3 separate regions of the Mus musculus genome follow, and all the other regions are linked to region 3. The links are chromatin contacts, called in public Hi-C maps. All regions are on one chromosome and are shown on one strand. Each heading gives the region's core, a stretch centred on a gene start, on an enhancer-like site or on the middle of the called end of the contact. The rest is flanking DNA. Distances are from core to core; before and after follow the strand shown. Region 1 holds the start of Cd69 (CD69 antigen). Region 2 holds the start of Aebp2 (AE binding protein 2). Region 3 holds the start of Lockd (lncRNA downstream of Cdkn1b).

What was found. A called contact is a pair of places that touch in the nucleus more often than the background predicts.
Region 1: a contact with region 3 is called in a Hi-C map of B cells, with 8 read pairs. The contact joins the promoter of Cd69 here to the promoter of Lockd in region 3. A contact is called at or near these places in 1 of 39 promoter capture datasets (pre-B cells) and 2 of 484 Hi-C or Micro-C datasets (B cells and CD4 T cells).
Region 2: a contact with region 3 is called in a Hi-C map of B cells, with 5 read pairs. The contact joins the promoter of Aebp2 here to the promoter of Lockd in region 3.

Annotation. Positions count from the first base shown.
Region 1 is chr6:129,273,406-129,277,126 of GRCm38.p6, reverse strand. Cd69 (CD69 antigen) reads left to right here and starts at 1,758. Exons shown (of 5, transcript NM_001033122.4): 1 at 1,758-1,905. The coding sequence starts at 1,842.
Region 2 is chr6:140,621,945-140,625,199 of GRCm38.p6, reverse strand. It overlaps Aebp2 (AE binding protein 2), which reads right to left and starts at 1,698. Exons shown (of 8, transcript NM_001005605.2): 1 at 856-1,698. The coding sequence starts at 1,505.
Region 3 is chr6:134,927,251-134,930,594 of GRCm38.p6, reverse strand. It overlaps Lockd (lncRNA downstream of Cdkn1b), which reads right to left and starts at 1,503. Exons shown (of 2, transcript NR_037956.1): 1 at 1,310-1,503.

The DNA.
Region 1 (3,721 bases), core at 509-3,008, 5.7 Mb after region 3:
CACATAAATATAATACAATTTTTAAAAATTAAGTTTAATAAAGGTAAATAAATTAAAAAATACTCACTTGAGCTGCCCTTTTCCTTTAAAGAGCTTAGTTAGGAGCCAACTTATAGCAGAGGCTGGCTATGATGACTCTCCCTGCCTATTTTTTGTCAGTTCTGAACTCTATGAAAACCTCATCCCATCCAACAGGCATGAGTCAGAAGAGCACTTCTTGGTATTCATGAGTATCTGGACCTTCCTGCTTTTCACTTGATACTGAATTAATTACCTTATTTATTATGGGAAAACCTGGCACATAGGCATATGGAAAAAGAACCGCTAAGACACAACCGAAAGACCTAAAGGCCCTGCAGTGGCAGGCTCCTGGGCACTCCTATGGAATAAGAAGAAGCTCTCTGTTGTAGAGGGAAAGTAATAGAGGAAGTGCCCAGAGGCCAATGTAGAGGTTCTTCTTGGCTGTAAGGTCTTTGGATTTTAAGGAACCTTTATTAGGAAGCCTTTGGTGAGCTGAATGTTCTCAACAAGATGATATGACATACTTAATCTCATCCCAGCTGCTGTGCAGGAAAGATACTGAGAACAAAAAGGCACATTAGGACCAGCATGTACCTGTCTGTGTCTCAAGCAGACAAATCCACCTGCTGGCTCACCTCAGTTGTCTGTGCCGGTACCTTCCAAGCAACCTAAGCATTATATCTTCACAAAGGCAAACCAGACAACTTTACTCCAGGTCCTTTGACAATCTCTCCATTCTCTGCTCTATTCCATATGTCAAATGTAGAGATCATTCCAGAATGTAAGAAATCATGCTTGTAATTTTTTAAGATCCTCACACTTGACTTACCAAAACAGACATTTTCTGCATTTATGTGGTGCTCAATAACTTATCTGAATGAGATGGATATCATGGGAAGATATGTGTATAGGGATCATCTTCCAAATATCCGAGGCCACAGACACCTGAAAAGGACATGGGGAAATAGAAGGAGATATTCTGCAGTGAGACAAAGTAAGTTTGACAGTGGAGGATGACAAGAAAATGAGCAAGGGATGATGAAATAGATAACTGAAGAGAAACAGTTTTAGATCACACCGAGGAAGTTTCAGACCACAAGCTTTCTGTTTCCTGCACTAAAGCAACTCCTGACACTTGAAAGAACTAGTCTCTGGGGAAAAAAGAAGTGAATGCCACACGTTTTAAATCCATAATTAACTAAATAAAACTTGTCCAATTGAGAGAGAGGGAGAGAGAGAGCCACAAAGATAGAGATTTTAAAATCCCTACTCAACAGTACATCTTCTGGCCACCAACAGCACCTGGTACATAATGGGTATTCAATAAATGCCTGTACCTGCCTACATATACAAAGAAACCAATGCAAAGGATTGCATGAAAAAGTTTTACTCTCTCTTCCAGTGCTTTTCCATGTCAAATACAGCAATCTCAAACTTTTAGCTCCTTGTTTAGATTATACCATTTCCTAAGTTATTTGTGTTTTTAAAAGTTTGTGGAAGGATGTCTTCGATTCTGGGAAAATCCCATTTATCTCTTCCTCTTGAAGCTACAGTTGTGAGAAAGCACATTTCAGACAGCAGGGAAAACCCGCAGCTCACCACAACAACACACGGTGAAGTGTCTAGGCCGCTGGAGCATAAATTAAAGAGAACTGGCTGAGTTGAGTGAGTACAGGGTAGGAGGAAGGGGTGGAGCCTAATCGAGTATAAAGGCTGAAATCCTCCGAGATCAAGACACTGAACAAGACAGCTCCAGCTACATCTCTCCGTGGACCACTTGAGAGTCGCCAGGGACCTTGAGGGGAAAAAAATTAAAAAGGATGGATTCTGAAAACTGTTCTATAACGGAAAATAGCTCTTCACATCTGGAGAGAGGGCAGAAGGGTAAGTCATGTGATTTCTTACATTCTGGAATGATCTCTACATTTGATGTGTGGAATAGAGCGGAGAATGGAGAGATTATCAGAGGACTTGGTTATGTTCTGTTTCAATCAGTAAAAGAGAAACTGGGCATAGGTAAATACCTCTCTAGCTATGAGAAGACAAGATACTTGTATGAGAGAGAGCTATATGACTTTCAGATGATCTTGAAAGGACTTTTCCTTTGAATAGATTTGTAACATCTCAACTCGTGGATTTAAATGATAAATGATAAATTGCCTGGCTTGACCTAGTTATTCTCTATAGTTTTCCCATAACCACCATCATCAGTAAGTTTTATCCTTTTCTTTATGAAGAACTCTGTTTTTCACACAAAGAGTTACGTTCTTGCTCTTTCCTTATCCATTTGCCTGCTTTCTGTGTGTATTCCCTCATTAGTGTTCTCCTCATGAATCCTCCAGTGGTTAGCAGCATTCGGGTCTCCAGGCTCAGAGAAAACAGCATTACACACACCTGAACATGTGCAGTGTCATATGGTGATGCATTAGAATGTAACCCTGTCATTAAAATGTCATCTTCTGCAGAGACCTATGGAATCTCCTCCTTACATTTTGTTCTGTCTCTCTCCTCCAATGAATCACTTCAAATTCTATGACTATATATTTTTCTTCCTTTTTACAAAAGCATGATCACCCTTCACATTTCTGTCTCTTCTGTCTGTTTCTATCTGAGTTGTAAGGAGCCCTCCAGCACTTAGCACTTGGGAATGAGAGTTATTTGAAAGCACGAGCGATCCAGTTAATAAAGGGATTTGCTATGACCAACACCGCCAAGATAGTTGGTGAGGAACGAATTATTTTCTGAGTTTCTCTGTCAAGTTGTCTTGTTGTGTAAAAAAATTAAAAATAAAAAATTTTTTAAAAGTCTCAGTTACCTTTAAAATCTCATCCCTTCTTTGAGAGCATGAAGTCAAAAACATAGATATAAAGTCTACAATATTCATTTTTAGATACCTAAGCAACCCATACCTATATGTCTCACTTAAATTTTTTTTAAAAAGCAGATAATAATGAAACTATAATAAATAGTGGAATGAAGGAAAGACCAAATGCAGAAATTCCTGACCTGGCCTGGGGTCAGCTCCATCTACCTTTGTATATTTAACTTATGTTCTCACGGCCATGACCTTAGCAACACAGCAGCAGTGGAATCAACAGGCTCCTCCTTGGGTGACTGAAAGTTGGTAAATAGGTGGATCTGTTTTCATGCTCTCCATTAATGCACAGGCCTCAGGAGTGTGCTGTTAGGGGGGGATGTTTTGTTGCCTAGGTGACAAGTTGAACTGTGGTTAGCCATGACCCTTGGAGATGGAAATAAACTGTCACGTGGGAGTTGGTCTACATAGTCTACCCACCAGGTGGGTCAATGGGCTGAATGAACTAGTTGAGGTCTAGGGTTGCTTTGGATGTGGGTATGTTTGCTGTGCAGTCAGAGATATTGATAAATTGAGTCCAAGCAATGTGACTATCATATGTTGAGAAACGAAACTAGACCAGTCTCTGAACCTATTACTCAAGCTACAAAGACTGCCTCTGAAGATAATTGTGTATGTGTGTGAAAAGGAAGGCAGGGGAAAACAGACCTAGGCAGGATTGATAAAGGCTTCTCTTAGAAAACTTGAAATCAGATTTTCACCAAGAAAAAGAAAATCCTACAAAATGTACAAGTTGGTGATACTAGCCATGTGATGTCTCCTCACCAAGCTTATCTGGAACAAAATGTTTTAAGAAAAAAAAATCCACAAATTCCAAGATAAAAT
Region 2 (3,255 bases), core at 449-2,948, 5.7 Mb before region 3:
ATAACGGACCAGCAGTTCTTTTTAAAAGTAAAGCAAAGCCAGGGGTGGGGGTCTCCTCCCTGCACAAGTTAGTTCTGTGAGTTCCAGGAGACCAGCCATATTGGAAAACACTTGTCAATTGCAGTTCTGACAAGTGTTCCCGAACACCGATGCACGAAGCTAACCTTGTGTACCGAGGTGTACATCAAGGGCCTCTGGAGCTCGGCTGGGGCGTCTGGGCCATTTTGGGGGGGCTGTCTCCGGGACAGAGTCGTCCTTCGATCCGAAAGGAGAACCGCGCGCCGAGGAAAGGAGGGTGGGGAAAGGAGAGTTGAGGGGGGATGGTGAGGAGTTGGAAGCCGCTCAGCGGCAAGAGGGGCGCGGCGGCCGCCCGGGATTTCCAAGTTGAGATCTGGGGGGGAGGGGCTGAGAATCAGGGGGCGGGAGATCCCGGAGAGAAAGTCCCCAGGTCTGGGGTCCCAGAGTCTGGGGCAGGGGAGATTCCGGCGAAGCCGTTCCCAAGGTGGGCAGGCGGGCGGGGCAGGGAAGGAGAAGCAAGAAACGGAAAGGACTGCGGCGAGAAAGTCCCCTCGGTCCCCTCGGCGGAGCCCGGGAATCTACAGAGCAAGGGATCGCTGCTAGAAGGGTCCCCCCCGCCCCCCGCCCCGCGCTGGGCCAAAGGGTCCAGGAGATGGGAGGGGATCGGGCAAGGAAGTCAGCTCAATGGAGTCCAAGAGGAGTCCCCTAGGTCCCCTCTGTGGGGTCCGGGAGGAGTCCCCTAGACGGGATCCACGCAGAGTCCCCTCGAATCAGGAAGAAGTCCCCTGAGTCCCCCTCGTCGAGGTCCGGGAAGGGTCCCCTTGGCGGCGCACTGACCTGTCCTCCGAGTCCATGCGGCTCAGCGGCTCCCCGTCGGACGACATCTCCAGGCTGCCCCGCCGGCCCCCGGAGGTCGCGCTGCTCCCGCCTCCCCCGGTGCCGTAGCCCTCGTCGCCGCCGCTCGACACCACGCTACTGCTGCTGCTACCGCCACCGCTGCTGCCCGGGCCGCCCGGGCCGCCCCGCGGTCCCTTGGGCTCCTCCAGGCCCTCCTTCCCGTCCCCATCGCCGCTGCTGCTGCTCGCCGCGCCCGGGCTCAGCGAGCGCGTCTCGTCGCCGCTGCAGCCGCCGCTGCTGCTGCCCACCAGGCTCTCGGCGCTGCTCTCCTCCTCCGCGCCGCCGCTGCTGCTGCCCTCGTCCTCGTCGTCCTCCTCGTCCTCGTCCTCGTCCCCGCCCGCCTGGCTGGCGCTCTCGGGGCTCGGCTCCGACATGGTCTCCGCCTCGCCGCCCCCCGCGCCGCCGCCCGCTCCCCCGTTCAACAGCAGCGCGGCCACCGCCTCTGCCTCCGCCTCCTCGTCATCCTCCTCCTCCTCTTCCTCCGGCGGCTCGGCCCGGCCGCGCGCCGCGGGCCCGGGGCTGCCGGGGGACAGCGGGCTGAGGCGGGAGAGCTCCTCCAGGTCGGCCATGTCGGCGAGCGCGGCGGCCATGGCGGCGCCTGCTGCTCCTCCGCCTCCTCTCGCCGCCGCCTCCTCGCCCCCGCCACCCCCCGCTCCGCGCCCGCACGCCCCAAACTCCGCGCGGCCGCCGCAGAGCGGGAGGAGGGCCCGCGGGGCTGCGTCAGGCTGCACACGCGCTACGGAGCCCGCGCGGGGACACGCGCCGGAACGCGCGCACTCACGCGGAGGAGGCAGCGCGCCTGCGCGCCGCGGCGGCCCCGCCCCTCCAGAGTTTCTTTGGGCCTTCCCACGCCTTCCCGCTCCGGGCGGAGGCGGGACGAGCCCTCGAAACCCGAAGTCGGTGGGGATTTTCACAGCCCTGGACTTCTACAGAGAGAAGGAGAAGCATCGGCTCAGAGAGAGAGAGAGAGAGAGAGAGAGAGAGAGAGAGAGAGAGAGAGAGAGTGTGTGTGTGTGGTTTGCGGGGGAGGTGGTGTCCTGTAGAAGGAAGCCGTAAGTGGAGCAAGTGTCTGGCCGTCTGAGCGCTTGCCATACTCAAAAGACAGGTCTCAGACATGTGCAGAAAGTTCGATAAATCGGTTTTTTTTTGTTTTTTGTTTTTGAAGCGCCGAGCCGATGTCCACACCGCGGAGGCAGAGGCTTGACTCGCAAGCCAGGCTTGCTTACCTGTCCCGATGTCCCAATGACCCAAGGAGGGCAGCTCAGACGAGGCGGGCGTTGCTTTGGCTCGAGATCCTCGCAGGTTTTAAGTCCTGGAGCTTCTAATAAAATCTGGGGTGACACTTGTAGGCAGGCTGAGTTCTTGGGGTGTAGCGCTGGCCGTTGAGGGCTCTAACCGCTCTTCCAGAGGAGCCGGCGGTCGGTTTGCAGCACCCACAAGGCGGCTCACAACTGTCTAATCCCAGCAGCTCTGACCACATCTCCCGGCCTCCCTCCCAGTCTGGTGGGTGGTGCACACAGGTACCTCACCTAAAAGGCACACCTTTAACCCCAGCCCTAGGGTGGCCGAGGCAGGAGGGTCTCCGAGATTCCGAGGCCAGCCTGATCTATATAGCGAGTTCCAGGCCAAACTGAAATCCTGCCTCACAAAAAGGGAGGGTGTGAAGAAGAAAGCAGGGAAGAGGTTACTACTCCTACTAATGAAAGGCTCCTCCCTATCCCCAGGCAAGAGTCAAACCTTCCCTTTACAGCTAGGGAAGCATTGCATCTTCCTGAACTTCTCGGTAAGGGAATGCTTTGTAAATAAGCTTTTTGTAAAATAAAGACCTGGAGTTTATGAGGAAGGCTGGTGAGCAGCCCACATCACACCCTGACTCCGGGGCACATCTGATGCTCTGGAGTGGGGAAGCAGTCTCAGAGAGCATTCCCTCATTCATTCTTAGTAGATCTTCACACACAAAGAGAGAGAGAGAGAGAGATCCCCCAGGTGGAGTATTTTCATGTTTCTAGAATTCACTGCCCTAATTTAAAAAATAAACATAATAAAAGAAACAACATGTAGTATGAGGCTAGAAGGGATTGTTGCAACTTTGAGGCCAACTAGTGTGGGCCACAAGGAAACCGCCCCACAAATATCTTAGTGTACAGTTGCAGCCTTAACCTTTGGATACATACTATCACACGTAATGTTCCCCCAGTGGAAGGAAACATCCTCAAAAAAAAAAAAAAAAAAAAAAGAAAAGAAAAGAAAAAAGAAAAAGAAAAGAAAAGTTTCCTCAAGGAAAAGCAAAAATTAAAATGATAATATACAATGTAGCTACACTGGCAGGCGTTAACCTCA
Region 3 (3,344 bases), core at 254-2,753:
CAGTCCCATCTGGTTAAGAGATTACGTCAGACACATCAAGTTCAAGACCAGCAAGAAGTAGAGGGAGGGAGAAAGAGGGAGGGGAGCCATTATTAGTAGTAATGCATTTATTTTTGACCTGGGACTCATAGAGATCCATCTGCCTCTGCCTCACGAGTACTGGGATTAAAGCTGTACACCACCATGTCCAGTGGGGTTTTATTTATGACCTCCTTTGTTTGTACGCTTGTTGGTATATTCGAGGTAGGGAGGGTTATATGCAGCCCAGGCTGACTGCAAAGTCTCTCAGTATCCTAAGCAGGCCTTGAACTCCTGATCCTCCTGCCTCCAGCTCCCAAGTGCTCAGATTACAGGTGTGCTCCACCATGCCAAGCCCAAGTTTCCAAGCCTGTTTTCACAGTCACGTGCTATCTGAATCTTTATCTATGACACCCCTGTCCGGGGACCATCCAAATCCCTGCTTGGCTCACACTCAAGATGAAGACCTGTTTCTGAGACTAGCTTCCTCCTTCCAGGGATGTGGTTTTCCTCATGGACTGCTCATTCTGATCGGATGTGTCCTCTGAAAGGCAGAGGTAAGCACTGAGCCTCTAACAGAGTCCATGAATACAGCCTGGAGAGCAGCTCAAACATGTTGGTTTATGGACGGGGTCAAGGAGCTTAGTGGACTGGGAGAGGTAAGGTCAGAACTAGACAGCTAAAAAACTAAGAACATGGCATACTGGTTCAGGGGCCAATGGAGGCTAAGGCTGGGCTTCTGGCTAAAACAGACTGAAAGGAGATATCAGGAGAAATTATTTTAAGGAAAGAAAAAGGGAAGAAAAAAAAAAGGCAAAGGCAAAGAAAGGTATACATATGAGATGTCCCTGATAAAGAGAAAGACTGATCTAGGACTACTGTTTAATTATTATGACGTTTTAAAAGCTTCACTGCAAAGAAAAACATAGTTGGATCCTAATTAATAAAAGCCATCACTTGTATTAGACCTGTTCTACTAATTGAATCCTCCTAGATCTTAACAAACTCTTTCCAATGAGTTTCCTGACCCAGAAATCAAAAGGGGACTTTATGTCCCCTTCTCATCCTCACAAGGGGGGGTGGGGAACCAAACCTGGAAAACAGACAGGTTCCCCCCCCCCTTTAAGGTTAAAAAGGAAGAAAATGACACCGACTGCCTTTGTCCTGATGGATTTTGACACTCTAACCCCAGAAATAACACCTCTTTTGCTCTATATAGAGTCTATAGCCACACCTTGTATTTGGTTGGTTTATTCCTATGACGGGTAATATTCATTTCTAGGATAACTACCCGCTCCCGCCCTCCCCAAGTCTACCTTTCCAAGACAGGGGAAGGTGCGTCCTCGTCGAACTCCCGCCTGTACCTTCCTAGTACCTCTGGCCAGCAGCCTGTGTGCCCGTGCTCCCTGGACATCCGTGAATGTTTGATGCTACATCTCTACCCAAACTGAAGCTTCCCGCCTGCATTCTGTCAACGGCACTTGCGGGCGGGGCGGGGGGGGGGCAACTTTTGGAACAGAAAGCTCCACCCATCCTACTCCCTACTACCTGCAATCAAACCAGCTAAAACACCCCACCTCAGACTCCCCAACTAAGTCTCATCACATGATCTACCGTACGGTAATTTTTTTTTTTTAACAAGAAAACAAGCATCCAAAAAAAAAAAAAAAAAAATTCAAACTGCAGGCGCGAGCCAATGGGGAAGCAGGGGAAGGTGGGCGGGGGAAGCGCGGCGGGCTGGGCGGGGACCCGCGGACCTGTGGACCGAAGGATTCGTAAAACGCAGCAGGCGCACGGTTTAGGCTTTTTTTTTTTTTCTTCCAAAACTCAGTTAAGCGCGAGGCTCCGCCTGCAGCTGCAGCCTCGCAGATCCACCTTAAATCTTCAGTGGACTCGGTGCAGGGGTCAGTGGGCGCAGCCAATGCCAATCAAGTTTACAACCACCAGCTCGGGACGAGGGAGGGGGGGTTTGGGGAAGGCCAGAGGGAGAAACTTCAACTTCTCGCTTTATATGCACACATCACACACGCGCACACGCAAACACACGTACGCACGCACATGCACACGCACACAAAGGGAAGGAGGGGGCCAGAGACCGGCGCTCCGCCGCCAAGTAACAAGTTTGCAAACGCTTCTAAGCTCGCTGGCCGCGGCCTGGACGCGCTTCCCGCGTCCCGACCCGAGCGCCATGATGGTGGCTGCGGTTCTCAGTCCGGGTTCTGGAGGGGGAGCCGCAAATGATGCAATCCCCCGGCCGGCGCCCGAACCGCGCGCCCTTCTCCCGGCCTTTTTCTTAACGTTCCTTTTAGAGGCGCGTCGAGGTTTCGCGCCCAAAGCATGGATAAGGGGTTTTTCTTTTGTTTTATTTTTTAAGATTTCCTAATTTCTGGTTCCTACCTCTGCTGAGTCCTTATGCATGATAAGTCTGTGACTTGGATGGAGGCCCGAGGGACTTGAGACTTGAGTGTACGTGGAAATAAGTGCACTTTCGGTTCTCCGGGATCCGCCTGTGGCTGACCCCACCCTATTACAACCCCACGCGAGTGAAATCAGGGAGACGACCCCATAGGTTTCTAAGTAGGATCCATGGCCTTTTTACCCCTCAGTGTCGTTTGCAAGGTTTCTTTTTTGCTTTAATTTTATTATTTTTTAAAGCCAGGAAAGGGGGGGGCAGGAGTAGGGTGTGGCTCAGGTGAAAGATGGCAAATGAAAAAGAATCCATGCTCTGAAAAACAGATCAGGGATCCTAAGTGGACTTCTAAACAAAACACCTTTTAGTTCAAAGCGCTAGACGAGCAATCGTGTTTTCTGGTGATGATGGTGTAATGGCGAAGGCAATTCTCTGGCTCCCAGGAAAGGTCGCTCAGTGCAGCCAGGGTGGTGGGCACACAGTGGCTTGAAAGGCCGACTGCTTGCTCCCTCCCACTAGTGAATGTCCATAGTCCCCCAATCTAACCCATCACAGCCCCCTCCCCAAATCCTTATTTCCCCCAGTTCTTCCTTGCCCAGGTCTGCGGTTCTGGACAGCCAAGGATGCAAAGGTGGGGGGCACTTTGCAAGCAGGGTGAAGGGCAGGGCTGATCACCGAAAGCGGCAGTGGTTCTCCACAGTTAGGCGCGCATTGGTGACGGTCGCTTAGCCGCCAGCGAGCCGGGAAGGCTTTCGAAATCCGCGGGGCTGCGGATCATTGGAGCCCTGCGGTAGGGGTGGGAGCGGGCTGCTGCCCTGGAGGGTCCACGAACTCCGGGAAATTGGTCCCTTCGGGCAAGTCCCCCAGAACTCAGTGAGCGGCGGGGTGTCCTCTGGGAAGGGTCGTGGGCCTTCCA